2 separate regions of the Mus musculus genome follow, and region 1 is linked to region 2. A link is a contact called in public Hi-C data. All regions are on one chromosome and are shown on one strand. The core of a region is the stretch at or near the end of the contact, and the rest is flanking DNA. Distances in the headings are between cores, read along the strand shown. Region 1 has its middle 17 kb from the start of Gm38456. Region 2 has its middle 28 kb from the start of Bcl6.

Region 1 (7,299 bases), core at 3,018-5,517, 300 kb before region 2:
AGAAGACAAAACTCTAGCTGAAAAGTTCAGCCCAGTGAGAGGTCATTTCCTCTGAAGAATGCTGCTGATGTTTTTGATCACATGATCATGGCTAGGCAATCTGTTACTATCCCATTTTGCAACGGCAGTCAGGAACCTCCATGCTACCTTATTTTTTTTTTTTTTTTATTTAGCATCATTGAAAGAAACAGTTCTCAACTTAAAGGGGAAAAATGGCTTATTCTGGAACAAATGTGAGAAATCCTGGCTAGGGAACGTATATCTAGGCCTCCCCAATGGCTAGGGAATGTATATTTAGGCCTCCCCAAATAAAGTGTTCTGACATGGAAGAAGTTTTGTAGTAACAGAACAAAGAAAACCATAAATGAAAGGCAGTTTTAAAATACATTTCTGAATAAAACGGAGAGGCAGTTACAGGAAGATGAGGGAATCTCTTCTACAGACCTCTGATGCCATAGGATGCCACCCTCAGCCTTTGGGTTGGTGGAAGCTGTGGATATGATAAATTAATAGATTCTAAAAGGCTTTCATCTATTAGTCACAGGGTGTTCATTCTGACTCAGAGGTGGGGAGGGAATGGCTAACGTTAGTCAAAGGTAATGCAAGTTGCTCTGAGCCTGCAGCATTGCAAGCTCCCCCACCACTGCAGTTCTAATCAGTCCATCATCTGTCTGCAGAGAGAGGCAGCTTCCTTCCAGGCACTCTCAGCATGGAAAAAACAGGCATGAGCAAGGTTCCTGGAATCCCCTTCCCCTTCTTTTATAAAATGGTTCAGTGTGTACATGTTTATCCTGTATGTATGACTGTGCACCATGGGCATACAGTGCCTGAGGAGACCAGAAGAGGGCATCAGATCTATTGGAACTGGTGTTACAGATGGCTGTTAGTTGCCCCGTGGGAACTGGGAATGGAACCAGGGTCCTCTTGTTAATAGCAGTAGCTGCTCTTAACTGCTGAGCCACCATCCAAACCTCTAGGTCTCTGTAACACTGTAGTGCTTTCACTGTAAATCTCTCCTAGGTATTTCCACTTGGATTATTTGAGATGTTTCCCTTTGAGATAGTGTATTGATTACAAGAAAACCAAGTCAGCTCTAGCTTTATTTGCGCAAGAAGTTTTGCATTTAAAGTATACAATTAGAATCTTCCAGAGGTAAGGCCAGAGGCAAGCTGGATGAGAATCCTAGGTTTGCCTGGAGACTTTTGAGTGACACAACTTGACAGTTCCTGATTGAGAAGAACCCTCTCTTATCGCCAGCTCATCCTCAAAAGGAAGCCTTCCAGGTTTGTTGTTCTGTCACTTCTGTTCCTCACCCAGCACCCACAGGCCAGTTGAGAGTGCACATAGGGTCTGTAGTCCACTGCCATTCCCCAGCTGGAAACCACTGGGGGCCTGGTATTGACAGATGTGGACTTCTCACACAGACGCGTTTCTTAAATGTTCCACTGTAGCATAATGTGTCAATCAGCTTTCTCTCCTGGAGACAAAAATATCGGGGATAAACAACCATGTGGAGGAAAGATTTCATTTGGTTCATGGCTTCAGGCTTGTGAGCCCTTGGCCCTGTGGCCCTGGCACTTGGCAAGGCAGAACATCATGGTGGAAACCTGTGGTAAAGCAAAGCTCTGGCTATTCTATCAGAGGCAGAGGGAGAAGTGAGGAAGAGGGAGAGGGAAAGGGAGAAGAGAGGAAGAGAGAGGGAGGGAGAGAGGGGGAGGGAGGAAGGGAGATCTATAGGGCTAGAGCTGTAGTCCCATTATATTTCTAAAGAAAGTGCCACTAAGGACATTTCTTCCTTAAGTGCCCCCACCTGAGTATCTGCAGCTTCCTGATAATGCCACCATGGGGACCAAGCTTTTAATACATGGCCTTTAAGTGACATAACAAATAGCACTCACTTCTTTCATCCCCCGAACCACCCTTTAGTGCTAAGTGGTATAAACTGTGGCACTATTGTTCCTGGAGTTATTAAGGGTCAAGGTCTGGGCCTTGATAGACTCAGCTCCTGTCCTCAGTAAGCCAATGACATCAATAGTAGTGAGGTACAGAAAGAAAGGCATATATGTCCTAGGCATGTCATAGAGCTGTGATCTGTTCTAGGTATGGGCAGCCAGGGAGGAGATAATCTATGGCATGGAAGTTGGTTCGGGGCCATGGTGTGTGGGATTTCGGGGCCCTAGGAGTCATAGATTCACGTGGTCTTCTATACCTCTCGTCTGGCAGGAAAGGCCAGCATTCAGACCCTAAGGCTCCAGGGTTGTTTGATTCTATTGCTATCTTTCAGTTCCTGTGAGAGACTTTCCTTCTTATCTCACCTGACCTACTCATTGACCTACTCAGTCCCGGGGTCCTAAGGCATAGAGGCTGTGTGATTATATTGAACACCAGTCCGGCTCCTCATTGTAAAGGTGGAACTACTGAGCTCTGATTAGTGTTAATTCAGTTAATTACTGAAGTAAGTAACCTTTCAAGTTCCTTATATTGTACCATATAACACTCCCCAGTACACCAGTACAGGGTTAGAGCATGGAGAACAGAAATATTATATGTGTGTGTGTGTGTGTGTGTGTGTGTGTGTGTGTGTGTGCTGGTGATAGCACAGTCAGATCCACTGCATTTAATACATCAGATCCACTGCATTTAATACATCTGCAATTAGAGATTTTGAGCAAAAAAAAAAAATTATGAAAAATACAAGCAAGCAGGAAAAAAAACCCAAGTTAATCGAGTTGTAGTGTTAGAAAAAGTACTTCCCCCGTTGGATATATTGAATTCACTCAAATCTGCTATTGCAGAGCAGAGATAAAAATTAATAGCTTTGTTTCCTGTGATCTCTTTATCAGACGAAGTGCAGGACTAAGGCTCTCAGTTACTTTAATGGAAAAACTGAAGTTGTATTATCAGATGATAAGGCTGTGTCAGGTGTTATTTTATTCTCTTATCTTCCTTGTTCAAGGTGAGGTGCTGGAGTCCTGATGGATGAGCTGGCCTGCCAGCTGGCCTGCTGTGACCATGGATCTCAGAGCCTTGATCTCACTCTGCCTTTCAAGATAACTGTGGCAGGTGAGAGAGGCCTCCAGGCCAGTTGATTCTGATCTCAAACTAAAGCCTTGATGGCTGGGGTCCTTGTCACAGGACGGTGGACTTGAGGAGATCTGCTAACTCAGTCCAGTAAGCAAGGAACATCGGAGATCACCTGCTAATGCTGGCTGAATAAACTCTCCGGGAGGGGGTCATGAAGTGATGTGGCCCAGGGTAGCTGCACTGCAGGTGCTTTCTGGCCCCCTCCCGGAGAGTTTATTCAGTGAGCGTTAGCAGGTGATCTCAGATGTGCCTTGTGTTATGTTTGATCATGATGAGTCATGCCAGTCCCTGCTACCCTTGGGAAGCTCCCAGCCCAGAGGGCAGCAGACTTGATCACGAGGTAAGGAGGCTTATTCATATCCTCCTCTGGGCTTCCAGAGCACTTTGTACCTATCTGTACTTCAGCTGTTGTTGTTGTATGTGAGCAGTTATTTGTCTGCAAGACTGTATTTTCCCTATTTGAATACAAGCTCAACAGAAAAGGGTGAAGGCATACATGTGGTCTCATGCCCACTGTTTTAGCACCATGGATGAAGTAAAACCAGTATGTGTGAACTATTAGTGTGTATGACAGCTGTTGTGTTTATTTGTTATTTAATTACTGGTGTGTATTTTTTTTTTTACAGCGTCACCTTCAATCAGTTTTACTAATAGCAGAGGTTTCAAAAAGAAGTAGCTAAAAAAAAAAAAAAAAAAAAGAAGTAGCTTTACTGAATGCTGGGCATGAGGTCATAATTTCACAGCTCAGCCCCCTATTCACTCACAAAAAGGCCCTGGTGTCTCATCGTTCACTGGTGCTAGTGGTGGATCAGGGCTGACCATGGGCCAAGAGAATGTTGGCCACCAGTGAGGCAGAATAGGTTCTGATTGTTCTAGCTCTCCACTGAGATCAGGATTAGGGGCCAGGTTGTCCCCTGTCTAAAAGCCTCAGTTACTTTATCTGGGGGGCATTTTTATGAACAGGGACTCATAAAGCTCTGTCTATCATGCTTCTAAAGGCTGTTAAGGGAGTCTTATGAAAATGGATGTAGAAGGCTTCCGGGGAAGATAGTAGACTAGGCAGTGCCTCCATGTAACCTAGCGAGGAAAAACCAAAACATGAAAAAAATACACTATATTTCAAAAGGAGAAAGAGGAAGTGCTCCGGAAGAGTTCCAGAGTAGTGATGTGATACCCCAAGAGTGCAGAGCCAAAGAATGACCTCATCAGCCAACGCTCCATCCCTATGGCTCCTGAGAAGGGCTAGCACACTATCTACGTTAGTGGTTCCATTGTCTGACCTATGGTTCTTGGTGAGGTCAATGAACATTAATTAATTAAGTATATTCCTATTTCTTGTACCATTTGATTGTGATGCTATTCTAACAGTTTGCTTTCCTCACACTGACTGGTGCTGGAGAGTGAGCCCTCAAGAGTAGGTTCCTCAATAAGAAAATCTCCAAATCCAACTAGTTGAGATGTCCAACAAATGCAAAGATCACATCACAGAAGTACAAGAGTTAGCAAATGGCAAGGTGGCACTAATCCTCTACCAGGTCACAAGTCTTTTTTTTTTTTTTCACTTTTAAAATAGACTATTATAATCACTTTATTTTTGCATTGGGACTTTTTTGCTTCTGAGGTTTTTTTTTTAATATTTTTTATTACATATTTTCCTCAATTACATTTCCAATGCTATCCCAAAAGTCCCCCATACCCTCCCCCCCACTTCCCTACCCACCCATTCCCATTTTTTTGGCCCTGGCATTCCCCTGTACTGGGGCATATACAGTTTGCGTGTCCAATGGGCCTCTCTTTCCAGTGATGGCCGACTAGGCCATCTTTTGATACATATGCAGCTAGAGACAAGAGCTCCGGGGTACTGGTTAGTTCATAATGTTCCACCTATAGGGTTGCAGATCCCTTTAGCTCCTTGGGTACTTTCTCTAGCTCCTCCATTGGGAGCCCTGTGATCCATCCAATAAGGTCACAAGTCTTTAACTGTTGAGTTAAACGATGTTAAAACAGGTGAAACACTGCATGAAGATTTCAAAAGTTTACTAGTAAACACGATGAATTACCTTAAGGAGGATATGAACAAGCAAATAAATTGAAGCCAGGACCCAATTTGAACGTCAGCAACATAAAATGGAAGTCAGCAAAATGAATGAGAAGATAAGGAATGTTCAGAGGGAAACTGAGATTTTGAAAAATGAAGCAAACAGAAATGCTGGAAATGAAAAAAACAAAATACTCAAATGAGTAAATGAAAAAGTACAGGGGGAATCGTGACCAATGAAGCCAACCAGGAAGGAAAAAAGAATGTTGCAGATGGAGAATAAGATGTAAGACATGCTTCCCTGGGACATCAGGTAAAAAACCAATGGGCTTGGGCACAACATTCAAGAATTCTGAGATAGACCCAAGAGACCAGACATAAGAATCCTGGGGCTAGAAAAAAGAAACATGCAGAAAATAAAGAGTAGAGAAACTATTTGATGAAATTATAGCAAAATTTTCCCTTAGTCCAGAGAAATGAATGTCCAAACACAAGAGGCAATTACAGCCCCAAATAGACTTGATGAACCCCTTTCCAGAACATTCTAAGATGTGAAGACTACAAAGTAAATAATTATTAAAAAGCTGTGCAGGAAAAATTCCAACTCACCTACAAAGACAAACACAGCCGAATATTATCATCTCTATCGCAAGCAACTCCAAAAGCCAAAAAAAAAGACCAATATATTTTAAGTCTTGAAAGTAAATCACTGCTAACCCAAATTACTAAATCCAGCAAAGCTATCATTTAAAATTGACCAAGAAATAGGTGCATTTTGAGATAAGCACAAACTAAGGCAGTTCATGACCAGCAAACTTGACTGCAGAAGGTACTTAAGGGAATGCTATACACAGGAAGAGAAAAGAATCAAGTTTAGTAATGAGAACAAAGGAAAGAATACATTTTGGGGAAAGGATAGAAGAACACGAGGGAGCTATGTCCAAACAGTAAGTGAGAAACCCCTCATGCTAAGGAGGGGAAAGGGAAGAACCAACAGTAACCTAGCTGCAAGTAAACAGCCAACAGGATCGCAGGGTTTAGTCAACAGCTCTCAATAAGAATCTTAAGTATAAACATCCCCAAACCACCAATAAAGAGACACAGACTGGCTGACTGGATAAAGAGCCTGGATGTAATTGTCTCTAATCAAATCTCACTGACAAAGACAAAGATTGAGAGTCAAAGGGTAGAAATCAATTTATCAAGCAAAATCCATCTAGAAACATGGTGCCGTAGCTATTCTAGTGCCCAATAATGTAGACTTTAAACCAAAATTAGTCAGAACAGATACAGAAGGCCATTACGTACTGTTAGAATGATCCACTTAGGTTACTTAACAGTTATAAATATATATGCAACGTAAGTGGAGAGACTCAATTTTATAAGAAGCAAACTCCCGTGGACATAAAAGGTCTGTTGGGTTCTAATTCAGAAGGAGTAGTTGGCTTCAATACCCCAGTCTCATCTTTAAATAAGTCATTCAATGGAAGGGCAACAAAGAAACTTTGTTGTTAAACTATACTATAGAAATGAAATATATATCCTCAGCAGTTCATTGATCCTCTAAAATAGACCATATAGCATGACATAAAGTATGTCTCAACAAATGTAAACATTTATACTGGAACTCCCCTGAAAGCACCCCCAATGAGTAAACTGTACCCCACTCCCTGCACCTGATTTCCCCAAACCAACTCTGCCTGCTTTCCTGGAAACATAGTGGCACCAGAGATACCGGGTAATCCTTAGCCTCCTAAAGCCACTGCAGCCAACTCCTCTGAAAGCTCTCAACAGCTGTAAACTGCATCTCACACCCTATGCCCCATTTTTCACCTCACTAATCTGCCAGCTTTCCCAGAGGCAAGCCCCAAATCAGAAACATTAGGCAAGACCCCTTCCAAGCCCCTGCCCATAAACTTGCCTGACAGCACACACAACACACAACAGCAACCCCAAACCCTGTGCTCCATTTTCTGCTCCACAACTCTGCTTCCATTCACAGAGGACTGATGGTACCAGGGATAACCAGGTAAGATCCTGCCCTAAGCCCTTGCCTGAAATATTCCCCTAAAACACACCCATCAACCTCAGACTACACCCTATCCCCTGGACTCCAATTTCCAGCCCACAGTCCCACCTGCTTTCCTGGAACCTCAGATCACGCTGGTACTAGGGAC
Region 2 (7,250 bases), core at 2,579-5,078:
GTATGTATGTGTGAGTGTATGTATCTATGTGTATGTGTGTCTGTGTGTATCTACATGTGTATCTCTGTCTGCATGTGTATATATGACTGTGTGTATCTGTGTGTATTAGGAAAGGGTGGCTAGAAGTCAGGATTGTGAATATTTAAGCTACATATATATGCATATATATATATATATATATATATATATATATACACACACACATACATATATGATAGATATGCCCTTCACAGAAAGACATGTGAATGATTACTAACAAGTCATTTAATAAAACAACCCATCACTTTCTGTGCACAAGGACAAATGTGAGAGGTTTAGACAACATAGAAACTGAAACTCAGAGGTCTAGACAAACTGTTAGATGAGTATATTCAGGTTATTGAACATAAATAATTTACATTTAAGTAAATTTCCTATGGAATATGCTAGAAAATTGGCTCTTTTTGCTTGCTGGTTTATTGAGACAGGATTTCTCTGTGTGCAGCTCTGGCTGTCCTCAAACTTGCTCTGTAGATCAGGCTGGCCTCAAATTCACAGAGCCCCACCTGCCTCTGCCTCCCAAGATTAAAGATGTGCACCACCACTGCCTGCTTCGAAAATTTGTTCTTAATTAAACTGCTATTGCATATATTTGCTATGGGAAGAAATAAAAAAGAATGTTCAGTTTCGAGGAACATGGAGGAAGGTTTGGAATAAAAAAGAGGTAAGTTCTCTTAATTGCCAAGACTTTGAGCACAGAGTACTTTGGCCCTCAGTGGAACTTTGAGCTCCTCACCAAAAAAAACAAAACAGGGCAAAAAATGAAACAACAAACAAACAAACAAATCCAATGTCCTGAAATCTAAATAAAGCAAATTTGGTTTTTGATTCCCAAAGGTTCAGATTAAGAACACAGCTCTTTCATGCAGAAGTAAAACAGAGAGATGAAATGGCCACTATAAATAACTCCAGAGTCTGGTCAATAACAATTTCGTTTGATGTCCTTTAAAGAAGCTGGGATGCAGCCAGAAGAAAGGTAACCAATAGGTTACGCCAAGAAGCAAGAAAATATCTACAGCTGATTTCATTTTCATAGTACTTAAGTACCGTAGGTCGCAGCTGGACCTGCTGCCCAAATTTCTCCACTGCCACTCAGGCTATGCGGCCTCTGTAACACTAGCATGTCTGCACCCCAAAGTCCCACTCCAGAAAAGACCCCTGAAACCAGAAACAATGAAGTTCACATCTTAGATGAGCCGCATGGCTGCTGTGGCCTCAGACAAGTTATCTTAACTCCTTCTGTGCTTCTTCATTGCTAAATTGTCCTCACCTCTACCAGAGAGCTCTACCAGAAAGCTATGAGTGATAACATAATTTGGTGACATCAATGACTATGATGTCACCAAAGCAACACATGAATGGAAAAGCACATTGGGAGGGATCGAATTTTCTAAGCAGGAAAGGCTATGTATTACTGAAAATCTAAGATGTATGCGGAGAAACACCAGAGCGCTCACTGCTCTTCCAGAGGACATGACTTTGATTCCCAGCTCCATCTTTGGCCGCTCACAACCAGCTGTAACTTCAGTTCCGGAAGATCAGATAGCTTCCTCAAGCCTTCATGGGAAGCAGCAGTATTCACTTATACAGACACATATGAATAAAACATAAAAATATACTTTAAAACTTCCAAGAGGTGAGAGTACAGATGTCACGCCACCCACAGTTGCTAAGAACACAAACAAATGAAAAAAAATCAGGTAAATGCATAGAAATACCCCTGGAGTATGCAGAGCAGAGTCTCCAGATCTCAAAAGCATCTCCCACAGTGTAGTCAAGGATTTTACCCAGGGCTGTCTCAGTCCATCTCCTTCATGCCTATGTATTAATTGCACATTTTTTAAATCTACTTTAGGGATGTCTCTCCCTGACCTGCCTTCCTGTCCAGATTGATCCTCTTAATCTTCCCCAAGAAAAGATTCCCCCGATGACCAAGGATGTTGAACATTTTTTTTAGGTGCTTCTTAGCCAGTCAGTATTCCTCAGTTGAGAATTTTTTGTTTAGCTCTGTACCCCATTTTTAATAGGGTAATTTGTTTCTCTGGAGTCTAACTTCTTGAGTTCTCAGAAAATTGGACATAGTACTATCTGAGGTCCCAGCAATACCACTCCTGGGCATATGTGCAGAAGATGGTCCAATATGTAATAAGGACACCTGCTCCACTATGTTCATAGCAGCCTTATTTATAATAGCCAGAAGCTGAAAAGAACCCAGATGTCCCTCAACAGAGGAATGGATACAGAAAATGTGGTACATTTACAGAATGGAGTACTCCTCAGCTAGTAAAAACAATGAATTTATGAAATTCTTAGACAAATGGATGGATCTGGAGGATATCATCCTGAGTGAGGTAACCCAATCACAAAAGAACTCACATGATATGCACTCACTGATAAGTGGATATTAGTCCTGAAGCTCAGAAAACCCAAGATACAATTCACAAACCACATGAAACTCAAGAAGAAGGAAGACCGTAGCGTGAATACTTCTATCCATCTTAAAAGGGGGGAACAAAACACCCATGGCAGGAGTTACAGAGACAAAGTGTGGAGTAGAAACTAAAGAAATGACCATTTAGAGACTGACTCACCTGGGGATCCATCCCATATACAACCACCAAAACCAGACATTGTTGTGGATGTCAACAAGTGCTTTCTGACAGGAGCCTGATATAGCTGTCTCCTGAGAGGCTCTACCAGTGCCTGACAAATACAGAGGCAGATGCTCACAGCCACCCATTGAGCTGAGCACAGGATCCCCAATGAAGGAGCTAGAGAAAAGAACCCAAGGAGATGAAGGAGTTTGCAGCCCCATAGGAGGAACAACAATATGAAGTAGCCAGTAACCCCAGAGCTCCCAGGGACTAAACCACCAACCACAGAGCACGCATGGTGGGACTCATGGCTCCAGCTGCATATGCAGCAGAGGATGGCCTAGTTGGTCATCAATGTCCTATGAAGGCTGAATGCCCCAGTGTGGGGGAATGCTGAGGCCAGGAAGTGGGAGTGGGTGGGTTGGTGAGCAGGGGGAGGGTGTTTTTCAGAGAGGAAACCAGGAAAGGGGATAACATTTGAAATGTAAATAAAGAAATATCCAATAAAAAGAAAAGGAAAGGGAAGGGAAGGGAAGGGAAGGGAAGGGAAGGGAAGGGAAGGGAAGGGAAGGGAAGGGAAGGGAAAGAAAACAAAAGAAAAGAAAAGAAAAGAAAAGAAAAGAAAAGAAAAGAAAAGAAAAGAAAAGAAAAGATCCCCTCCCCTAATTCCTCCTGCTGTCTTTTCAAACTCAATCTGAATATCTCTGGTTGTTTTATTTGTATCCCATATCCTGGTTGTTTTCTTTCCATGGATGCAAGTCCTCTGAGGTCAACAGTTTGTCTTTGTTTTTGTTGCCAAGCAAATGCTAAGAGACAACAGTTGACCCTGGGGGGGGGGGGGGAGAGAGAGCGAGCAAGGGTGGGAGGAAGGGAGAGAGAGAGAGAGAGAGAGAGAGAGAGAGAGAGAGTGGGAGGAAGGGAGAGAGAGAGAGGAGAACACTTCCACTTCACACCTTTGGTGTCCTTTCATCCTTTACTGCTACCCAATAATGTTAATCCCTCACTTAGCAGTTGAGAACACAGAGGATTGGATAGGTTAAAAAGGTGTCTGTGTTCATAACTGTTAAGCAGGGAAGTCAAATTGGAAGCCAGGGGTTATCTCACTTGTTTTCTCACCCATGCCTCCAGACACTGTACATGGGTGGGGTAGGAAGCACCCACAAATGCTCGTCAATCAAACAAGGAAGGAAGAAGTAGATGGGGAGGAACCTGCCAGTCTTCGGATATGTGCCTGTCTCTGCTCCACGTAGAGCTTCAAGTTCTTTCTAGGTAGTGGCTGCACAGTGAGCATAGCCTGAAGGAATTAGAGGCTGCGTGCTGCGCCTGGCTAGCCCTCACTCTTTCTCCCAGCATTTATAAGCAGGCTGCTGTGTCCTGGACAGATGGCATAGGAATAGAGAATAAAGCAGATATTTGCTCTGTTCTTTGATAAGATGGTATTTACTGGCTTTTTTTCGAGTCTAGGGAAGAAGATGTTGCTAAAAGAATAACAATAGTTTGCACTCAGGGAATGACCAACAGAACATTAGAGGTGACCAGTAAGGTAAGTCCCATGCTGAGCATGAATAAGCGTCCCTTCAGAGAGGAAACCAACCGAGCCGAAGATCACAGAGAATAGCCAGATGACTCACCCATCAAAATGGGAAGCTCTCTCTGGAAAAGATGGTGGCACCAAGGAGACCTAAACCACAAATCCACAGAGGCCCTTACCACACCAGGGACTACGTTCTTGTTTCTTGCTGCTTGTGGTGGCTTGGACCCTGTCAGCCTGCCAGGAGCTGGAGAGGCAGTGAAACAAAACGTTAGGATCCCCTCAGACCTAGACTCACTTTGTCTGCCTCTAAGTCAGTGGTTCTTGATCTTTCTAATGCTGAGTCCCTTTTTGTTGTGGTGTCTCCCCCAACGTAAAATCATTTTCCTTGCTACTTCATAACTGTAATTTTGCTACTGTTATGAATCATAATGAAGAATATGCAGAATATCTGCTATGCCACCCTTTGGGGTCTCAACCCAGAGGTTGAGAGCTGCCACTCTAAATGAAGCTTCCCCGAAGCAGCAGCAGCAGCAGCAGCAGCAGCATAGATGTGGGCTCTGGGCAAAGTGGAGGCAATCACATTTTACTGTCGCGGAATTGTGAAGAACAAGGAGCTACTGCCTGTGACGTCCCTAGACCAGTGGCTGGCTTATAGTAAATGGTCAGTACCGGCTGGCTACTTTTATGGGGCTTTCAACAATGACTCTGTAAATCCAAACTGAAGCATCCAGTGATGTTCAGAAGGAAGAGACTGTGTTTACATCTCACACAGTTCTGAAATCGGGCGCACAGTATCATTTATCGTGCACTTTCTAACAACCTTAGTGCCAAGATGACAGTTGCCCATCACCCAGAGAGAGAGAGAGATTCCCCGGAGCTGCCGTTTATCATTGTTCTCTACAGCCGAGCATCAAGGAGACCACACACTGTGCTCTGTGTCTATGAATTTCACCCTCAACTCTAAGGGCTGCAGGAAAATTATTCTTCTAAGGTCACAAAGTCATATTTGTTTTTACTTACCAGCAAATTTATCAGAACCCATGACCTACTTGTGGCACATGAAAATATTATTCTTACCTCAAAAGTAAATATTTTAATAAAAATCATCTAATATTAAAATGTATATACACTGTAAAAATAATAATTTTATGCAAGTAATTTATAGCAAAATGCTAGACCTAACTTTAATGCAAAATATTCTGATTTTAAATCTATTAAAAAGATGATTTTAGTATAAACATATTTTAACGTGAAAATTTTTTAAGTTACAAATGGTAAAAAAAGTATTTTCAAAATTTCATGTATTTATTATCTTATTATTTATTATACAGTTCTTCTTGCTATTAAAAGCTTTAATTTGCCATATTTTCTATACAGTGCCTTAAATACAAGAACCATAGCAATTAATATTGAGAGATGGTTCTTAAACTGGCAGAGGAGATAACCAGGCTAATTTTATGGGAATTTAATTTAAAGCAAAAACAACTCAAGTTTATGCTACACCAGCAGAAGCCATACTAGCGTTTATTGTTGTGTGAGGCCCCAAATGAGTTGGAGATAATTTAAAGACAGTAGCAACCATGGCCAAAATCGAATGGCCCAAACCTTAGCCCTGACACCTTGGCTATGTGCCTGATGGGCTTCAGCTTGTTCCCCTAAAAAGAACCACCAACAGCAAGCCTGTGAAGTGTTGGATAACTGAGAGCCGATCACAGATGAAAAGCACCCGGAACAGAGTCAATGCAGGTCTCATATTATGGTGATAACCTGATATGCGTGAATGCAGATATGTGAGTCTGTGTTCGTGATACTCTTATTTATTTTTATACTGATATTGTTTTATAAGGCTGCCACCTTGAGAACCAAAGGAGGCTGGCTTGTTTATTTATGGCTGTGAAACTTTCTCTAGTTTCTCCATCAAAGTACATTATCAGTAAGGCCATAACAGCCTCACACATAGATGTGTTACTTATGGCATGGCACACATTGTGTATGTTACCCCGTAGGAACCCTGTAGGGTGGCAAGATATGCTCACTTTTGGCGTTATCTCAACGGGCTGTGTGAACTTAAATTGGCTGCTTGTCTTTCTGACCTCAGATCAACTTTCTACTGGGAACTTTCCTCTAAAACTGTAACAGAATTCTATGCATTCAGACTTTCAGACATAGGTTTGAGATTAGAGAAGGGGGAAATAGCTATTAGAAAGATGACCTAAAGTAGTGGAAATGTTGATTATCCACAGCGTGTCCTAGTGTGTCCAAAAAGGTGCAGTATTAGTCTTACAGTCACACAGCTCTTTAAATGTTAAAAGTGAGTCGATCGTGCTCTTCTTCCCTGTGGCAGACTGTAGTTTTCACAAAAGTGTTCATCATTATTAATACCTTAGTGTGATGCGTGTATTGTTGCTAGCCCTGATAATAGGCACGTACTATGTTTCATATACAATCACTCCTTTTTGATCTGACTGTAGATGTATTTTTGGAAGGGAGCTGGAGCCCAATCCCAGGTCTTACTTTCCTTCATTGAAGTCCCATAAAGCTCCAAGTATGACTGCTAACTGATACTGAGCCATGATAATATCTCTTCTAATAACCGAGTCAGTAAATAAGTTCAAATAGCTGTGAAATAAGTTCTTTGGCCGTGAGCCTAGTCTTTAATGGCCGAGCCATCTCTCTAGCCCAGTTAAACTGTTCAACTTCTAAGCTTGGCCAAAACATAGAAAGAGTCAACTTGAGATGCATACTATTCTCTTCTTAAGAGATACCCCCCAAAATGGAGGCTTTAGTAGATGTGATGTGTTAGAGATTCAAATTAGACTGATGTCTCGCTTCCCTCTGCACCCAGCAATTTTTATGATTCTCTAGTTATATGCACGCTTACAGAGTCAACTCTGGAAGTTGGAGTGTTTGACTTATATTGAGATTTAAAAAAAAAATTAGCTGTGAAGTTCTGTCGGAGAAGAGGGAGATACTAATGTAATATGTGACTAGTTGAATCTTAGTACTGATGACTCCTATATTCCAGGATTCTGAGCCATACAATTCAATTAAATATAGATGGCAGCATTGTGGCAAAAAAAAAA

The links. A called contact is a pair of places that touch in the nucleus more often than the background predicts.
Region 1: a Hi-C map of bone marrow-derived macrophages shows a contact between it and region 2, with 27 read pairs. The contact joins two enhancer-like sites. A contact is called at or near these places in 2 of 15 datasets of contacts at CTCF or cohesin (both in the NIH/3T3 cell line), 4 of 484 Hi-C or Micro-C datasets (bone marrow-derived macrophages, large pre-B cells, megakaryocyte progenitors and 1 more) and 7 of 115 datasets of contacts at active chromatin or transcription factors (bone marrow-derived dendritic cells, embryonic stem cells, intestinal crypt epithelium and 2 more).

What each region holds. Positions count from the first base shown.
Region 1 is chr16:24,309,814-24,317,112 of GRCm38.p6, reverse strand. No RefSeq gene overlaps it. Among named protein-coding and RNA genes, the nearest start is that of Gm38456, 17 kb to the right of the region's middle. Within about 2 kb of position 4,267, at least 51 of the 459 cell types and tissues checked have an H3K27ac peak or open chromatin away from gene starts, as enhancers often do. A contact at or near this core is called in bone marrow-derived macrophages, where this site is marked.
Region 2 is chr16:24,013,504-24,020,753 of GRCm38.p6, reverse strand. No RefSeq gene overlaps it. Among named protein-coding and RNA genes, the nearest start is that of Bcl6, 28 kb to the right of the region's middle. Within about 2 kb of position 3,828, at least 28 of the 459 cell types and tissues checked have an H3K27ac peak or open chromatin away from gene starts, as enhancers often do. A contact at or near this core is called in bone marrow-derived macrophages, where this site is marked.